Linked DNA regions of Sus scrofa: all the other regions are linked to region 4. The links are chromatin contacts, called in public Hi-C and HiChIP or PLAC-seq maps. All regions are on one chromosome and are shown on one strand. The core of a region is the stretch at or near the end of the contact, and the rest is flanking DNA. Distances in the headings are between cores, read along the strand shown. Region 1 holds the start of CCHCR1 (coiled-coil alpha-helical rod protein 1). Region 2 holds the start of PSORS1C2 (psoriasis susceptibility 1 candidate 2). Region 3 holds the start of PPP1R18 (protein phosphatase 1 regulatory subunit 18). Region 4 holds the start of VARS2 (valyl-tRNA synthetase 2, mitochondrial).

Evidence for each region. Hi-C and Micro-C count contacts between places; a contact is called where the count stands out from the background. HiChIP or PLAC-seq counts read pairs in DNA pulled down with a chosen protein or histone mark.
Region 1: a Hi-C map of liver shows a contact between it and region 4, with 5 times the contacts expected there. The contact joins the promoter of CCHCR1 here to the promoter of VARS2 in region 4. A contact is called at or near these places in 1 of 5 promoter capture datasets (liver), 2 of 47 Hi-C or Micro-C datasets (liver and skeletal muscle) and 1 of 2 datasets of contacts at active chromatin or transcription factors (alveolar macrophages).
Region 2: a contact with region 4 is called in an H3K27ac HiChIP or PLAC-seq map of alveolar macrophages, with 9 times the contacts expected there. The contact joins the promoter of PSORS1C2 here to the promoter of VARS2 in region 4. A contact is called at or near these places in 2 of 5 promoter capture datasets (fetal liver and liver), 6 of 47 Hi-C or Micro-C datasets (embryonic fibroblasts, epiblast stem cells, mesenchymal stem cells and 1 more) and 2 of 2 datasets of contacts at active chromatin or transcription factors (alveolar macrophages and skeletal muscle).
Region 3: a contact with region 4 is called in an H3K27ac HiChIP or PLAC-seq map of alveolar macrophages. The contact joins the promoter of PPP1R18 here to the promoter of VARS2 in region 4. A contact is called at or near these places in 1 of 47 Hi-C or Micro-C datasets (epiblast stem cells) and 1 of 2 datasets of contacts at active chromatin or transcription factors (alveolar macrophages).

The regions. Positions count from the first base shown.
Region 1 is chr7:23,556,826-23,559,620 of Sscrofa11.1, forward strand. It overlaps CCHCR1 (coiled-coil alpha-helical rod protein 1), which reads right to left and starts at 1,325. Exons shown (of 18, transcript XM_021098445.1): 1 at 1,184-1,325; 2 at 43-109. The coding sequence starts at 64. It overlaps TCF19 (transcription factor 19), which reads left to right and starts at 2,452. Exons shown (of 3, transcript NM_001167591.1): 1 at 2,452-2,689. The coding sequence starts at 2,452.
Region 2 is chr7:23,540,623-23,543,322 of Sscrofa11.1, forward strand. PSORS1C2 (psoriasis susceptibility 1 candidate 2) reads right to left here and starts at 1,291. Exons shown (of 2, transcript NM_001123171.1): 1 at 1,240-1,291; 2 at 122-477. The coding sequence starts at 1,291. The coding sequence ends at 122.
Region 3 is chr7:23,218,890-23,221,696 of Sscrofa11.1, forward strand. It overlaps PPP1R18 (protein phosphatase 1 regulatory subunit 18), which reads right to left and starts at 1,426. Exons shown (of 3, transcript NM_001128480.1): 1 at 1-1,426. The coding sequence starts at 1,426.
Region 4 is chr7:23,403,759-23,406,540 of Sscrofa11.1, forward strand. It overlaps VARS2 (valyl-tRNA synthetase 2, mitochondrial), which reads left to right and starts at 1,265. Exons shown (of 29, transcript NM_001123214.1): 1 at 1,265-1,465; 2 at 1,599-1,680; 3 at 1,796-1,896; 4 at 2,105-2,226; 5 at 2,330-2,396; 6 at 2,488-2,585. The coding sequence starts at 1,265. GTF2H4 (general transcription factor IIH subunit 4) reads left to right here. Exons shown (of 13, transcript NM_001123120.1): 13 at 198-370. The coding sequence ends at 370.

The DNA.
Region 1 (2,795 bases), core at 75-2,574, 150 kb after region 4:
AGGGGGACACAATCACCAGTTCCCTTGCAAGATCCCACTGACCTGAACGTCGAAACATCTCCATATCATCTGAAGTCTCTAGATTCTGTGTCCAGTCATCTATGTTCTCCTGGACAATAGGAGAAACAAGGACACTCCAATTCAATTTTCAAGCCCCCTTCCAAAGAGAGAGCCCCTACAACAGCAAAGTCAAAAGCCTTAAATAACAGCCAGGGATGGCCGACTCTTAGCTCCTCTTTTCCTACTTCCCAAAAGAAGCAGGAAATATCTGAAAATCACTTGCTTGTCTCAATCTGGTTCCTAACAGAACTATGGCAACAGCCACGAGATGGAACAAATTTACTGAGACAGGCTGGGAAGCTCTTAGGTTTTGTTCATACTTGTAGAATTCTGGGCAGTGCCTTTACCCTCCTCCTTAAGTTTCTACAGTCTCTGCTGTTCCTGGATGGAGATGACGAAGGTGTGCGGTGCAGGGGCTGTGAGCCCAATCGCCGGAGTTCTCTCCATGGCTCAGCAAGGCCTTGGGGAAGCCCATCCAGACACCACCAAGCCATGACTCCTGGGTCCTTCCTTATCAAAGCGCTGATCCAAAGCCTGGCCCCAGATGAGCATGGCTACATGTAGAGCAGGACACCTATGGGGCCCCCAGGGAATCCAGGCAGCCTAGACCCCTTGGCAGAAAAGTCATCTCATCCAAACCCTTCCAGCAACTCCCTGCTCAGTTTCTCTCTACTGTCCTCTCAGTTTCCATTCCTGTCTCCCACCAGCCTCTCCAGAGCCCCAGACAAGAGACGGCTCTTCAAGATCTCCCCACCCTCCCACCCGAATCCATCTATTCCCCCCCCCAATCTGAGATTCCTATGCCCCTCCCTACATCCTAATTTGCTTTGATCCAGAAGGAATTATTCTGGTCCCCCACGCTCATCTCTCAATTCAATTGCCTGCTCTCCCTCCCGCCTCTCCCGCAGATACTCCTGAGCCTTCGCCCTGCTGGACGAGGAGCTCTAGGGCTGTTCTGACCACTTCATTTGTCCTTTTACCCGGACCCTGTACCCCTCCACCCTGTGGACCCCTGAACCCACCCCCGCACCCCCTCTTGGCCCTTCCCGCCCCCAACCGACTCTTCCCGAATACCCCTTACCCAGCGCGAGCGACCCCTCTGCCCTTTGACCACACCCCCTACCCCTAGCTCAGAAGCGCGGCCTCAGCCCCTGACCGCGCCTGCGCAAAGCGGGCAGGTTGGCGGGACGCTCTAAAGCCCTTCACCCTTCCGGGAGGAGGAGGGGAAGAGGTGTACGCAGGCGCGGTAGTCTAAAGCCCGGCCCAATTATGGCACTGAGGGCATCTCCGCGCCCTGGCGGCTCCTCCCAACTCCGGGAACCCGGGAAAACTTGTGAACTAATCAGAAAAAGCGGAAGGCGGGAGATCGGAGACCCTCCCAGCGCGTCGCCCAATGGAGAGAAGGAGGGCAAAAGAGATGGCCAATCAGAAACGGCACGGGGGGCGGGCTCTCTCGGCGCGAAGTTCAGACCCGGGAATTCCGAAGGCGGGGTCGGTACTGCCCGCGCGCGGAGACGGCGCCCCTCCTGGCCCCGGCTTCCTCGCTGTCAAACAGCCGCTGGAGCACCAGCCCTGGCCGGAGCCTGAGAGATCCTGAGCTGCCGCACAGGCTGGCACTGCCCGGAGAGGGGACCGCTTCGAGACTGCACCTCGCGGTAGATAAGAATCTGGATTGCGGCGGGGAGGGAAAAGGCTGGGTTTCCCTCGCATGATCCCGGGAAGCCCTATCCTGTCTTTAATCCCACCTGGAGAAGTCGGGAAGCAGGGGTTTAGATCCGCTTTGTTAGAGAACATAGAGACCCATTTGCACTGCCTTTGGAGGGATGACAGTGGATAGACTTCCCACGGGGGTTTAAGCTATCTAGTTATGAGTGAGGGGTTGGCCAGAAGAGCGAGGCGCAGGCTAGCAGGTGGGTTACTCTGTTTGGATTAGCAGAATTGACAGGAAACTTCTCCAAATTACACTGAGGTGACAAGTTAGTATCACACAGAAGCAGGACCCCAGTCCTCCCCCCTTGCAATTCGCATATTCCCCAGAAGCTGCCTAACGTATTGTTGCCTGGCACAGACTTGAAGGCTCCCGGAATATTCTGCAGCCTGAGGATCTGATTCAACTTCGTGCCATAGGACATCTTCGTCTTTGCACTATACTGGGACCCTCACGAAATTTTTCAGTTGGAAAACTGTTGACAGCCAATCTTGCATCGAATCCTAGGCCCTTGCACTCTGAATTTACACTATTCGGGGAGCGTGCCCAAGGTTGAGATTGCACAAAGCACAGTTCAACTCTGCATCAGAGGGAAAGAGAACTTAGGCCAGCTGTGCATGGCCCAGGATTGGGAAGTGATGGATTCCTGAAGTGGAAGAGGTGGTGCAGAGGGGGCACCGCCCATGCTGCCCTGCTTCCAGCTGCTGCGCATAGGGGGCGGCAGGGGTGTCGACCTTTACACCTTCCACCCCCCAAGTGGGGCTGGCTGCACCTACCGCTTGGGCTGCAGGGCCGACCTGTGTGATGTGGCCCTGCGGCCCCAGCAGGAGCCCGGCTTCATCTCGGAAGTCCACGCGGAGCTGCACGCTGAGCGCCGGGGTGATGACTGGAGGGTCAGCCTGGAGGACCATAGCAGCCAAGGTGAGGAGTGAGCAGAGCAGCCTTATGCCTGGGCAATGGCAGTTCTGGGCTGCAAAGTCTCCACAGGGACCATTGCCTGCCTTCCACCCAATCTCCCCTTTGGGCT
Region 2 (2,700 bases), core at 41-2,540, 140 kb after region 4:
TTCAGGAATAAGGAAAGGATTAAGAAGTTAGGCTCAGTTGAAGAGAATTCAAGGCAAGTGGGAAAAGAGCTGAGCTGGAGGGCCCTCTGCCTGGAGGCACAGGATGCCTCTGGGGATCCCATTATCTGTACTCCTCCCGGGGTGGGTCAAGGTCTGGCTCCTCTCGGGATCCGTGGTCCACCTCAGGGGCAGGTGGCCAGGGGTTTTCTGGAGGCTGGGGTCCTGCTGGCCAGGGGTCGTCAGGCCGGGGAGGTTGAGGGGGATCAGTACTAGGGGGTTCAGGAGGCCAGACTCCAGATTCAGGCAGGTCTCTCCAGGGACGATTGGGCCCTGGAGCTGGAGGGTCCTCAAAGATAGGAGGTACCCCTGGCCAAGGGTCACCGGGGATTGGGGGGCCCCGAGGCAATGTTGGGGAGCCCTCCTCCTCTGAGGCCTCCGTGGATGGGGGAGATGGGTGGTCTCCGCTGCCTGAGATGCCTGTAGAGGAGGAAGGAGAAAAGTAAGAGGCAGTAAGGGCCAGCGACCCGCCCCAGGTCCCCCCCAAACTTCAGGCCCAGGGGGCACGACTTCTCAGGGATGGACTTCAGTCAGCCGATCCCACAAACCTCAAAGTAACTCTCAGAGAGCTCTCTGCACATTCACAAAATTCCAAAGTGATCTTAAAAATGACATAAAAACCTTGTCTTGAACCATTACCTGGACCAACTTTAAACTGTCAGGACCCTCCTCCCTCTACATAAGCTCCATCCACAACTGGGACACCCAGCTGGCATGGCCCCTGTGCTGGTCTGCAGTCCCAAAGCGGCCTACACTCTGGCCCCATGTGGCACCCAGACCCCACACACCTGAATTCTGATTTTTTTGATGTGTGTTGAGGGGGGGCGCGGAGAGGGAGTGCTTGAGGCATGTGGAAGTTCCCAGGCCAGGGATCAAACCCACGCCCCAGCTGCAACCCAAGCCCTAGCAGTGACAATACCAGATTCTTAACCCAATGTACCACCAGGGAACTCCATGAATTCTGATCTAAATCACCACAGGGAGCTACACTCAAACCAGCCAAGCATTTGGTCTGAGCTAAAATGTACCTTCCGGCATCACCTGCATCCCCTTTGCTCTTACCCTCACATGAATTCTCCGAATCTCCCAGAATCTCCTCTGTGCATCCATGTCACCCCCGCCTCATTTTGACCATCCCCCATCCCCCCCAAACTGCACTCCAGACCTCTACTCCCAGCTCACCTCCGGCGAACAGGCAAAGGACCAGGATCCCCAGTAGCTTCCAGTTGAGCATCTTGGCTGTCTCTTGGCCCCCAAAGTCGGGGGGGTAGGCTGAGTCTGGTTGCCCAGGAACCCCAAGAGGCTTTATAGGGAAGGCAGGAGGGGAAGAGGCCAGTCTCTGGGGAGGGGCTGGCCCAGTGACACAAGGAATCACACGGGAATCTAACTGGTCAAACCCGTTTGGAAGGCCATGGCTAGTGTGTAACCTGTGATGGTGGCGTCCCTCATTTTAGTCCCCCAGCTCAGGACCCAGCCATCCAGGCTTTATCGGTGACCTAGACCTTGGTCATCCCAACTTTGCACATCCCCTTCTGCAGCAGTTTTAATAACAGGGCCTTCCCTTTGCATCCCTCAAGGCCAGCGGCGGCCAAGGAATGGGAGCAGCCTCGCGTGGGGAAGCAGTGTAATTACAGGGGCTGGGAGGCAGGAGGCCGCGTGGGGGTGGGCGATCGGGGGCACAGGGAGGGGTGGATGGGGACGGTGAACCTTTTCAACAATGGGCTGCAGCTAGGACAGTCTCAGCTAGCACAGGTTCCCCCGCCCACCCAGGGTGAGGCCTCTTCCTGGGGCTCAGTTCTTTTCCTGGAATTGCCGCCTTCCAGCCTGTGCCTTCCCCAGGTGTAGGAGGCCTCCAAGGAGTTTCATCCAAGAGTCACCTGGGGTGACTGCAGATCAGGAAGGAAACATGAGGACCTCCTGATTCCTTCTCCCCACCCCAGGGCTGGTTCCGGGTTACACCGGAAGCTGACTCAGCTCCCCTCCTCCCGCTGGAATCCTCTTCACAGCCCTTCTGCCTCCCTCTCCTGGTCCTTGGCGAGAGCTCTGTGCCCACCCGCCTCCTCTCATCCTTCAGATGTCACTAAATGGGGTCTGTGTCTCTGAGAGCCCTCCTAGAAACTTTCTTCAGTAATGTGCCCAGAGCAGAACTCACCTCCTCACCAGGCTGTCCCATGTCCCCCTCGCCCTGGTCTGCTTCCGGCAGGAAGGGACACCACTGTCCCCCTGCGCTTCCTTCCTCTCTCTCCTCATCCCTCGGCCACACCCTAAACCGTCCTCCCCAGCCAGCCAACAGACCCCTTTAAAATGTAAATCGGAATTGTGCCAAAGTCCCCAGGTTAAAAAGCACTCCAAGGAATTCCTGTTGTGGTGCAGCAGAAAGGAATCTGACTAGTATCCATGAGGATGCGACTTCGATCCCTGGTCTCTGTCAGTGGGTTAAGGATCCAGTGTTGGCTTGAGCTGTGGTGTAGGTCGCAGACTCGGCTAAGATCCTGAGCTGCTGTGGCTGTGGTGCAGGCCAGAGGCTGTAGGTCTGAGTCAACCCCCAGCCTGGGAACTTCCATATGTCACATGTGGCCCTAAAAAAGCAAAACAAACAACAAAAAAGCACTGCAAGGACTTTCTATGGCCTTAGAGTAAAAT
Region 3 (2,807 bases), core at 176-2,675, 180 kb before region 4:
ACCGTCGGGGGTTGACTGTGAAGGTGTGTCCGCTGCGGCGGGGGGCCCCCACCCCTGGCCCCGCCTTCACCCCATAGAACAGCCGGCTCATGAGGGGATCCCCAGGGGGCTGGGGGGCAGGTGGGGCTGGGGGTGGGGGAGACAGAGGGGCTGCTGGTGGGGGCCGAAGTTCCCCTGCTTCCTCTTCCTGCTGTCTAGAGCCTCCAGTCCCAGCGTCCTCTGGTGGGAGGGGGGAGGGCACTGAGCAGCGGTTCTGCAGGGCGCTCAGAGGCCTGCCCTGAGCCCCTGCCTCCTCCTTCTCCGCCTCCCCTTCTCCAGCTTCCGCACCAAGAGGCCCCAAGTGCTTCTCTGCAGACTCCGGTTTCTGACTCTGAGTCTCTGTGTCCCTAGGTGTCCGATCTCGAACCTTCCCAGAGTTCAGGGTCCATTTCCACCCTTCTGACAGCCGCAAGTCCCTCTCGCCATCCTCCACAGGGATGGGCCTCTGGTCTGCTGCCTCCACTCCTCCAGAGCTGCTGCCTGCAGCCTCCATTGTCAGGGTCTCTGGCGACCCTGTAATGTCTTCTGGGACCATCCCTGGAAGTGTCCTCTCTTCTTTCCTCCCACATTCCTCCAAGCAGTCTTTTCTTTCTTCTCCTGAGCTCAGCCTCCACTCTGATGCCTCCAGCACCAGACTCTGTTCCTGAGACTCTCCGGAGTCAGGCCTCCGTTTATGGGCGTCTGTCAGGCCCAGCTTCTCGTGGTCAGAGACCGCCGGGCTCAGTCTACTTTCCACCACCTCTTTTCTCCTGGGGCTTTGTTCTTGAGGCTCTGCAGGTCTTAGACTCCTCTCCGGAGTTTCTCCAGGGCTCAGCCTCCATTTCCGCACCTCTGACAGCCTGGAGCTCCGGTCTCCAGCCTCTCCTGGGCTCTGCCTCCAGTCCCTAGACTCCAAAGGCCTGGGGCTTGACTCTCGAGCTCCCCCTATCCCCAGCCTCCTCTCTCTGGCCTCCCTGGGACTGAGCCGCTCTTCTCTAGACTCTCTTTCCTTGGGGCTCTGATCCCTCATCTCCCCAGGGCTGGATCTCCACTCCCGGGCCTCCAAGAGCCCAGGCCGTCTTTCCGCAAGTAGCTCCTCACTCCGCTGCTGCTGCTGCTGCTGGCGCTCTTGCCGAATAAAGCGGTTCTGGTGCACTGGCCCAATGGCCTCCAGGAGGACGGCAGACTTGTCTGGGTCTGGAGGTCCAGCCTCCGTAGTCCCAGGCGCAGGGCTAGGCTCCCCAGGAGACAGACCAAGCTTGGCTCGGCGGCGCTCCAGAAGCCCCCGCTTCCAGGCTGGCATCTGGGACAGCCGTTCCCGTTCTGCCTTCTCCCGGCCACGAACGGCTGCCTCCTCCTGCCGGCGCCGGGCTAGCAGCTGTAGCTTCCAGTCCGGGATGGTGGCCATGGTCGACTTGGGGAGGGTGGGGGAGCGCTGGGGGCAGAGAACAGGAAGGAGAGGCTCCAGAAAGGCCCAGGGGGTGAGAATAGGGGTGGGCGGAGAGGAAGTGGGGGGAGAGGTGGGACTCGGAAGAGGACAGAGGAGCTGAGAGTGAGGAAGGACAGAGGGAAAGAGGGAGAAGAGGGAGGGCAGAAAAGGGGGAACACTGAGAACGCGAAGAAGGAACTAAGAGCCAGGTAGAGGGGGTGGGGGGAGGGAGTTGAGAGGAAGAGTGGAGATTCAGGGCAGAGGTAGGAGTCAGATTTGTCAGCACAGGTTAATGGGCATCAGACAGTCCCGAGGATGTGAGAAGACTGAAAAACGAAAGAAGTTGGCGCGAGGGAGGAAGAGAAAAGAGAGGCTGGGGGTGACGGGAACAGGATCCAGGCAAGGTTGCCTCACCGCTACCCAGGAGCGCTGAGAGCTGGAGGAGAGGTCAGGGAATCCCGCCGGAGAGGGGGCAGTGGGATCTGCACGGGTGTCGGGAAGGTGGGAGGGCGGAGAGTGGACGAGTCCTGGGGAGAAGGGGAAATCGGGGCAGAGGGGTGAGGGAGCTCCGCGGCTGCAGCCCGGCGAGTCTCAGCACGGGCCCCGGAGGTCCGGGCTCCCCTTCCAGCTCCGCTCGGGCCACGCCTCTCCGGCCCCCCAGCCCCCACCCCCCGCCCCGCACTCCGCCCCGAGGCGGGTCAGGGGAAATACCCTCCCCCGGGGACTTTCGGAACCCGGGCGTCAGACCTGCCAGCACATTCCCAGAACCCTGGCGTCCACCCCCACCCGGTCCCCGTACCACCGCCTGCCTCCTGCACCGGCGGTGCCCCGGGACCCAGGCATGCGAAGGACCAGCTCCACGCCTCCGGAGCCTGCCAGTCCCGTGCCCGGTATCGGCTCTCACGGAACCCCGACATAGCCGGCCATCCCCAGCCGGCTCTGGCCGCACAGACAGGCAATCTCGGCACAAAGAGGAGACAGCCCAAGGTCCGGGCCGGGGACGGGAGAAGGGACGGGAGAGAGGAGACACCCTCCCCAAGTCTGAAGCCCCTCCGTCAACTCACTCGCCGCGGGGCTCCCGGGGGCGGGGGTGCGGAGGAGCCTGGTGTCCGGAGAGAGGAGGAGAGAGGAAGAGGAGGAGAGAGGGATCGAGGGAGATCCGGAGACAGGCGGGAGGGGAGGAGGGAGGGGGAGGAGGAGGGAAAGAGGGAGCGGAGGAGGAGGAACGGAGACAGAGACCTGGGGGCCGGGCGGGGGGCGGCGACCGCTTTGTCTGAGGACAATGGGGAAGAGCGAAGGGGGCGCGGGGCGGAGCCGGACTAGGGGGCGGAGCCTCGCCCTCTTCGACCCCGCGTGGGAT
Region 4 (2,782 bases), core at 15-2,514:
TATTATATTGACTTTCTGAATATGGCTGGATCACACTAGAGTTAGGATGAGCCCTAGAACAGGCAAACAGGATTCCTTTGTAAATGCGGGGGGCAAGCCCAGGCCGCTGCCCTGAGGCAGCCCCAGACTCTGGGCCCCGCGCCTCACCTCATGCTCTCACCTCTCTCTCGTCGCCGCTCCTGACCTGCGGACCCCAGGCGTCCTCTATAACCAGTTCCTGTCACAAGTGGACTTTGAGCTGCTGCTGGCCCACGCGCGGGAGCTGGGCGTCCTAGTGTTCGAGAACTCGGCAAAGCGGCTCATGGTGGTGACCCCGGCGGGACACAGCGACGTCAAGCGCTTCTGGAAGCGGCAGAAGCACAGCTCTTGAGACTGCGGGACCGGGCGGGACAGTACTGTGACAGTACCGTGACGGCGGGCCGCTTGGAGGCGGACGCCGCCTCAGAACTCAGGGGTATTTTTTATTCACACGTCAAGACTCTTCTTGTTTAATAAAATTGTGAAAATGAACCACGCGACCCGGGGCGCTTAGCCGGGAGGCGTCTCTTCGCGGAAGACGCGCTCCTCTCTTCTCCTCGTCGGCAGCCATTGGACTGGGAGGGGGAGGAGGTGGGGCCGAGGCCAGCGGCCGCGCCTGCGCCCCATCAGGGCCCCGCCTCCCTGCGCCGCGCGGCTTGCGGATCGCGTTCCGGCTTCGGCTTCTTCGGAGCCCCAGCCTCTGCCGCCCCTGCCGCGGGGCGCCCTGGGATAGCAGCCGGCCCACCCGGTGAGCGCGCGCGTAGGAGTGGGAAGCGCTGCGGGGCCGGGGCCCACGCGGTGACTGGCGGGAAGGCAGGGCAGTGAGCTGGGCCGGGGGCAGTGCGGACGGCCTCGTGGGAGGACAGAGTTCGCAGTGACCCTGGAGGGACTCCTTGCCGGCTCTTGGGAACGCCGATGTCTATCAACTCCGCGAATCCCTGAATCCTTTCCCTGCCTCTGTCCGCATCTCTGTTTCCCCCACGTCGCAGATAAACAGGTTGAAGGCCTGAGACTCCGACCCTGTCCCAGAAGAGCCTTGATCTCTATGACTCCAGGACCCTGTCGACACCATGCACACTAGTCCTCACGGAGGAATGGGTTATGTGGGGTGGGGTCGATATTTGACAGACCAAGGAGACGGGAAGTAAGGAATAGGGTGTAACAGGAGGTGTGACCTTTTCTCACACCCATACCTTCTAATGTGCTCTGTCTGGAACAGATCCTGGCCCCTTTGCAAGCACTCCTGATGCCTCACTTGCCTCTGGCTTCCTTTCGACCACCGCTTAGGGGACTGAGGCCCACACGGTGCTTCCCCAGGTCCCATTCCCTTTCCACTCAGTCAGAGCCCCATGGATCACCCATCTCACGGAGAAACCGTGAAGCCAAACAGAAGCGCCTGCGAGAGAAGCAGGCGGCGCTGGAGACTGGCATAGCAGCAAAGGGCAAGGTTAGGAGTCAGATAGCGTGTCCTTGGTTCTCTGAGGGGGCTTGGGAGGGAGCTGGAGGAGAGACTGGCTGGATTCCTTATGCCTGGGGTACACTGGAGTTGCAACCCCTTTTCTGGTCGCTTCTCTCCCCAGCCACCTGCAGAATCCACTAAGGCCTGGACTCCTAAGGAGATAGTGTTGTATGAAATCCCCACGGAACACGGTGAAAAGAAAGGTAATTAAGAACTGGAAGGCCTCTTCCCTCACAATTTTATCGCCTCTTTGGTTTGCTGAAATGCAACCTGGGAACAAAATCCAGGAGTTAGTGGAGCTCTTGTCTGTCGCCATAGATGTCTCCCGGCCCCTGCCTCCTGCATACAGCCCCCGGTATGTTGAGGCTGCCTGGTACCCATGGTGGGTGCGAGAGGGCTTCTTCAAACCAGAATATCAGGTTAGTACCCAGCAGGGAGGAGTGCTAAGTGGTCCACAAGGCGAAATGGCTGGTGGAGTTGGTGTCTCCACAATTGTTCTCTGTAGGTTTTTCCCTTCCTTATTAATTTGCTTATTTTTTCTGCATTTCTTTCTGCCTTGCAGACACCAGAGGGTGCTATTTCTCCAGGGAACATCCAGCCCTCTCTGACTTTTCTCCTTGCTTCTAGACCAGGCTGCCTCAGGCTACAGGGGAGACCTTTTCCATGTGTATCCCACCCCCTAACGTCACTGGCTCCCTGCACATCGGGCACGCCCTGACGGTGGCCATACAGGATGCCCTCGTGCGCTGGTGAGAGGAGAATGGGCTACTTGAGTTCTGGAGGGGAAGGAGAAAGTGTGCGAAGGATAAACAGGTAAGGCCAGGGATTCATGTGAGGTTATTTCTTTTGCAGGCACCGGATGCGTGGGGATCGGGTGCTGTGGGTCCCTGGCTCAGATCATGCAGGGATTGCTACTCAAGTATGTTTTTTGCCACTTTTCCCTTTTCTTGGGTGAAAGAGCTTTCTTCCCCCAAAGTGACCCGATTCTCTGCGCCCTCATCTTACTGTAGGCTGTGGTGGAGAAAAAGCTGTGGAAGGAACGAGGGCTGAGGAGACGTGAGCTGAGCCGAGAAGACTTCCTTAGGGAGGTGTGGAAGTGGAAGGAGGAGTGAGTATGGTGGGCGGGGCGGGAGGGGCCAATGCCACAGGTTTGGGTCCTGGCTTTCCAGCCCCTCTCCCCTAACGCGTAGGCGAGGCTCTTCTCATTCAGTCCTAACTTCCCATGGTGACGTAAGCTCTGGGAGCATTTGGTGGGGTCTCCGAGCTTGGGGTGTGTGTGTGTGTGTGTGCGTGCGCGTGCACGTT